2 separate regions of the Rattus norvegicus genome follow, and region 1 is linked to region 2. A link is a contact called in public Hi-C data. All regions are on one chromosome and are shown on one strand. The core of a region is the stretch at or near the end of the contact, and the rest is flanking DNA. Distances in the headings are between cores, read along the strand shown.

The links. Hi-C and Micro-C count contacts between places; a contact is called where the count stands out from the background.
Region 1: a Hi-C map of Schwann cells shows a contact between it and region 2, with 4 times the contacts expected there. The contact joins the promoter of Plxnd1 here to the promoter of Mbd4 in region 2. A contact is called at or near these places in 6 of 12 Hi-C or Micro-C datasets (the Rat2 cell line, Schwann cells, hepatocytes and 3 more).

Annotation. Positions count from the first base shown.
Region 1 is chr4:150,713,798-150,716,497 of GRCr8, forward strand. It overlaps Plxnd1 (plexin D1), which reads right to left and starts at 1,390. Exons shown (of 36, transcript NM_001395052.2): 1 at 41-1,390. The coding sequence starts at 1,357.
Region 2 is chr4:150,576,081-150,578,780 of GRCr8, forward strand. Mbd4 (methyl-CpG binding domain 4 DNA glycosylase) reads right to left here and starts at 1,346. Exons shown (of 8, transcript NM_001427248.1): 1 at 1,104-1,346. The coding sequence starts at 1,189. Ift122 (intraflagellar transport 122) reads left to right here and starts at 1,562. Exons shown (of 29, transcript NM_001309521.1): 1 at 1,562-1,686. The coding sequence starts at 1,646.

The DNA.
Region 1 (2,700 bases), core at 140-2,639, 140 kb after region 2:
CATACTGTATCCCAACTCACTCTTCGGGTCCATGGCTTACCTGTATGTTGCGTTTGCTCTCGCAGGCCGGTCCGGTGCCCTGAACCACGCTGTCCAGCACCGCCACCACGTCCGGCGCCGGCTCCACAAAGCAGGCGGTGCGCGCTGCACGAATGGCGGCCTGCACGTCGGCGAAGCGGAAGGCGCAGAGCGCGGCCGGGGCGTTGCGGGCACCTGGGGTGCCCTGGGGCCGCTCGAAGACAGCGAAGAACTGCTCGCGCGCGGGGAAGACCGACACGAGGCGGCTGTAGAGGTCACCCCGGCCCGCGCCGCCCGCGCACTGCAAGCCCAGTTGGATGTAGGACTCGGTGAGCTTCTTGGCGTCGCCACCCGCGCCGCGGGGCAGGCAGATGCGCGCCAGCAGGCTGCGCGCCTGGCTGTCTTTATCGCCCGCACGCGCCTCGCTGTTGAGCGCCAGGTACGCGTAGGGATGCGCGCTGTGCGGTGGCACCGCCGGGTGCAAGAAGGCACGCACGAAGCCCAGCTTGTGCTGCTCCTTGGCTCCCTGTTTGATCTTCAGTATGTTGTCGTCCGACGGGTTGAGGTCGAAGGTGAAGAGCTTAGCCAAGTCTCCACGCGCGTCCAGGGAGCGGATAGAGATCTCGGGCGTGTTCTCGAAGCGGTGGTCTTCTAGGCTACGGTTGCGCGGGAAGAAAGCGCTTCCGTAGCCGGTGTACGTGGCGCCCACGAGCAGACGGCTGCCCCCGGTGCCGGAGGCCGGCGGCAGCACTAGTCCCACGGTGGACGCGTTGGGGTGGTTGGCGGCCACGTTGAGCATGCTGGGGAACACGGTGACCGGTTCTGCGGTCGGCGCGGCAGGCGGAAAGCTCACAGCCAGGGCTGAGATGTTGCCCCGGCGCCTCAGTTGGCACAGACCCTGGTAGATGGAGCCGCACGCGACCACCAGACCCTGGCCCGGGTCCAACTGCAAGATTTTGTTGTAGTTGTCCGTGAGGCGCCGCGGGTGCTCGCACGAGGCCTGCGGGAGCTGCGGGGCGTGACACAGCGGGCTGTCCGGCACCGGACCCACGGTCGCCTCGGCCTCCAGGCTCAAGTTGGCACCGGACAGCTGGTACAGGCGGTTCACCGCCGCCAGGTATACGGTGCCCGCCGTGCCGTCCAGGGCGAAGTTGTTGGTGGGCGTGGGCGAGGGGAAGCGGCGCTGTATCTCTAGGGCGCCCGCCCGTGCCGCCCCAAGCAGCAGCAGCAGAGGCAGCGGCAGCAGACCGGGGCACCGCGAGTGAGAGCGCGGAGGCAAGGGGACCGCCGCAGCGGCCCGGGCGCTAGGGGGTGCGCCGCCCGCGGCGCGAGGAGCCATCCAGGCGAGCGCGGGCTGCGCGGCGCGGCGAGTGCATGGGGCGCGGCGCGGCCGGGAGCCGGGAGCTCGGAGGCGGCGAGAGGCGGGGGGCGGGCCCGGGCCGCGAGGCGCTTCCTGCCCGCGCCTGCCGCCCCCGGCCCCGGCGCCCCGGCCCGACTCTGGCGCGGCGCTCAGCCCGGGGGCGGCTCCGTGGAGGCCACGCCCACAGTCCATCCCTGTCCCAGCCGCTTGGTCCACGCCCTTTAGCCCTGGGCCACGCCCCCGGGCCACGCCCCGGGCCACGCCCCGCGGTCCGGGGTCGCTGCTGGCCGTTACTCCGGCAGTCCCAAGTTGCCTGCCACTTCCCTGGTTCCTGGCCACCACATGGAATGTCTTCCTCACGCTTGTTTGTTATCCTTCCTCTTTCTCCTCGTTCTAGTCCTTTTCCTCTTCTGTTTCTGGGCTCCGGTTTGCCTTCCACCGCAGCTCAGAGTTTCGCTCTCTCAATCTCTCCGACTCCTCTACTCTGATCCAGTCAACTCCGCCCCGTGCCTCTCCCGCGTCACACCCTCTCCCTCATCTGTGTTTCTCTCTCTTTTTTTCCTTTCTGTTCCCGCAGCTCTCCCTCTCTATCTTTTCCTCTCCTTGCCCCTAAAGACCTCCATTTCCCCTCAGCCCACCTACCCCTTCTGGCCACAGCACCCACCCCCCACCCCCGCCCTCCTCCCCCTCTGCTCCTCCTCCCCTCCACATGTTCTCCAAGCCTCCTTTTAAAGGCCAGCCAGACCTGGGACATCAGGCCCCTGGGACCCCATGGTCTGTTCCCAAAACTGCCCTGTAAAGGGAGTTCACAAGCAGCAGGCATCCAGGACAAGCTAAGACAAGTAGAAAATTGTTGAGAGAAAGTATATCCCTCTTGGAAGGGCGGGCTGGGCTGAGCAAGGACACCACAGGGCCTTGGTTTCTGGAAAGAGGCAAACCCTGTGGCCCTCCAGGACCTTGCCCCTTAGTCCAAGGTTCTGAGAAAACCTAAAGTCCTTCCACATATGAGCTGGCAGTGGGCACCAGACTCCTTTGATGTCAACTTCAAAGGAACTGGTAGGCACTGGGATAAAGGCAAGTAGTCCTCTTCCTAAGGTCACAGACACCCATGCATGCGGTCATCTCCACAACATGGGGGTGCCCACATGGGATCACACCAAAAGCCAGCTTCCTTAGAAATATTCAACCCATTTTACATACATGGAAACTGAGGCCCTAGAAGTAAAGCTAATGGGGAAGGTGAGACACAGATCCAGTGTTTGAAGCCACAGTCCCAGTTCTCAGTCAGGGGCCCCTACCAGCTACAGCTGTCAACTTGAGGC
Region 2 (2,700 bases), core at 96-2,595:
ACCAAACCCAGAGCCTACGGAAGGGCAATAAGTGCTTTAAATGATTGAACGACCTCTCCAGCTTTGAGTACAGTGTATTTTAATCACTAAACTATACATTTTAAAAGGTGAGTGAAGGGTGGGAGAGATAGTTCAGTGGTTAAGAGCACTTATTCCAGAGGACCCCAGCACCCACATCAGGGCAGCTTATAACAGCCTGCAACTCCAGCTCCAGTGAATCTGACACCTCCTCTGGTCTCCACCAACACCCATGTTCATACACAAACACATACATAAATAAAAGTGAGTCTCTAGAGAGACCTTCTAACCCAATCTACTTTCTACAAATAGGGAAATAGGGAAACTAAGCAAGGCCTAGAGACTAACCACAATTAGAACCATGGCGTTCTTCTGATGGAATTTGGAATTAAATATCAGCTAGAAGAATCTTATAAGGAGACCAAGTAACTGAAACCTGAGGGAATCACAACAAATGTTAGGTTTACAAAATGGGTCAAAATCCCAGCTCTATTTATAATTAGCTGAGCTTCCAAAGAGAAAGTCACTTTGGCCGCAAAATCTCTTTTCTCCACCCTTAAAGAGGAAGTAACATTTTAAAAAAAGTTTTGTTTGCTTTTGAGACAGGATATTATGCACCCCAGGTTAGCTTTGAGCCCAGAGGCTCATCTTCAACTTCTGATCCTCCTCCCTCCACAGATATACGATCCCAAGCCCGGGTATTCGGTGCTGACGCTCAAACCCACCGCTTTGTGTTTACTGTGTAAACATTACCAACTTAATTAAATGCCCAGATCTTAAAATCGTTTGAGCGGCCAAGTTTTGGGACATGCAAATAAGTGCATCATTTTAGCCCGGACACAACAGTAACTTCCTATGTGACTTTTCATAGGGCTATTTCTGAGGGGCCCTTCCGGCCCAGGCTAACTTGCTTGCATCACAAAACCTCCCTTGTCTTCTCCAGTCAGTCAGGACAAGGAATCGGGTATATCCTAGTTTGTTCCCACAGGGCGACAGCTCTAGGTGTCCGTCACCTTGTGTTGAAGGTTAGGAAGACCCACACAAGAGAGACTCCTCTAAGGCCCGAGAGAGGTTTAAAAACTTGCCAGCGGTCCCAGGGAGGGTCTGAAACTAGGCTCTTTCCAGCAGTGACGGAGGGGACATTGTTGTCCCCAAGGCTTGGGCTCTCCATCCCGGCTGCTTTGGTCCGCGGGGGCGCAGCTGCAGCTCCAGGCCGGGAGGTGGAGTAAAACACAACTCAAAACACTGGGCCGAATCCAAACACTGACGTGAAAATCAGCCAATCCACACAGCAACCTTCCCGCCACCGCTTCAGTTACAGACGCCACAGCCAGGGTCCCGCCAATCAAATCCTCCGTCGTCAAAGCTCCCTGCCCCACCCATCTTGCCTGACCAATCTCTCCTGTCATACTTACGCTTCCGCCTCCTGCGTCCCTGCGCGCTCGGCGCTTCAGAGGAGGAGCTAGGCTCCCTTTTGGACATGCGCACTTGGAGCTTGCGAGCTCACGCGCGACCCATTGCGCATGTGCGTTGCTAAGGGTAGCAAAGGTAGCCGAAGTGGTTTGTGGAGAGAAGCCTGTTGCTGCCGAGGCTGGGAGGAGGGGCCCGAGGCGTGTGGGAAACGGCGATGAGGGCCGTGTTGACGTGGAGAGACAAAGCGGAGCAGTGGTGAGGAGCGGGAAGCTCGGGGATGGTTGGGGAGGCGGCGGGAACCGGCGCGTTGCCATGGCAACGGGCCTGCGGCCTGGGCCAAAGACTCTGATTCGGTGCCTTCAACTCCCCAAAGGAAAGAGAAACCGAGATTCCCGAGGGGGTTAGAGATCACCTGAGGGTGGCGGTCCGCTGAAGCAGTTTATACGTCATCATCATCCAGTCTTACTTCTCTCTTCTCAAAATCCCTCTTGGACTTCTCTCACCCACCTCAGTGTTTTCTCAGCTTCCTGACCTTTGCTACATCGTCAAAGTGCCCATATTTTTGTTTATCTGATATTTTTAAGTTTCTTCTGTTTTTGTTTATTTATTTATTATTTATTATTTATTTATTATTTATTTTTTTATTTTGAGATAGAGTCTCACTTAAAGCTCTGGCTGGTCTGGAATTCACTATCTTGACCAAGCTGGCATTGAATTTACAGAGGTACATCTACTTATGCCTCCCCAGTGCTGGGGTTAAAAACTTTCAAGCAGGAACAAACAGTGCGAGTAACTTGCATATAGGTGCTGTTAAAAGAGAGCGTTTCCACCTGAGCTGAGATCTACTGTGTCTGAAGCCGGACATTTCCATGTAAGGTCAGAGAAACATGTAAGACGCACATCAAATCAAGACATTCTCCTGATCGGAAAGTTTGAAGAATATTTTCATAATTAGTACTTAAGAGTGAGCTTAATTTAATACTTAATTAAAATACTGAGTATTAAGAGTGAGCCCTTCAAGCAAGCATAAGGACTAGAGTTCTGATTCCAGTACCTACATAAAAGCCAGGTGTGGTCCTACATAAACCTGTAACAGTGGTACAGAGGGGAGTTCAGACAGGATGACTGATAGGGTTTGTTAGCCACCAACTTAGCCAGAAAGAGGGGGTCCAAGGTAAGGAGGAGGACCCTGCCTCAGAGGAACAAGTCAGAGAGGAGAGGTAGACACCTGATGCCCTCTGACCTCTGCAGAACATATGTACACACACA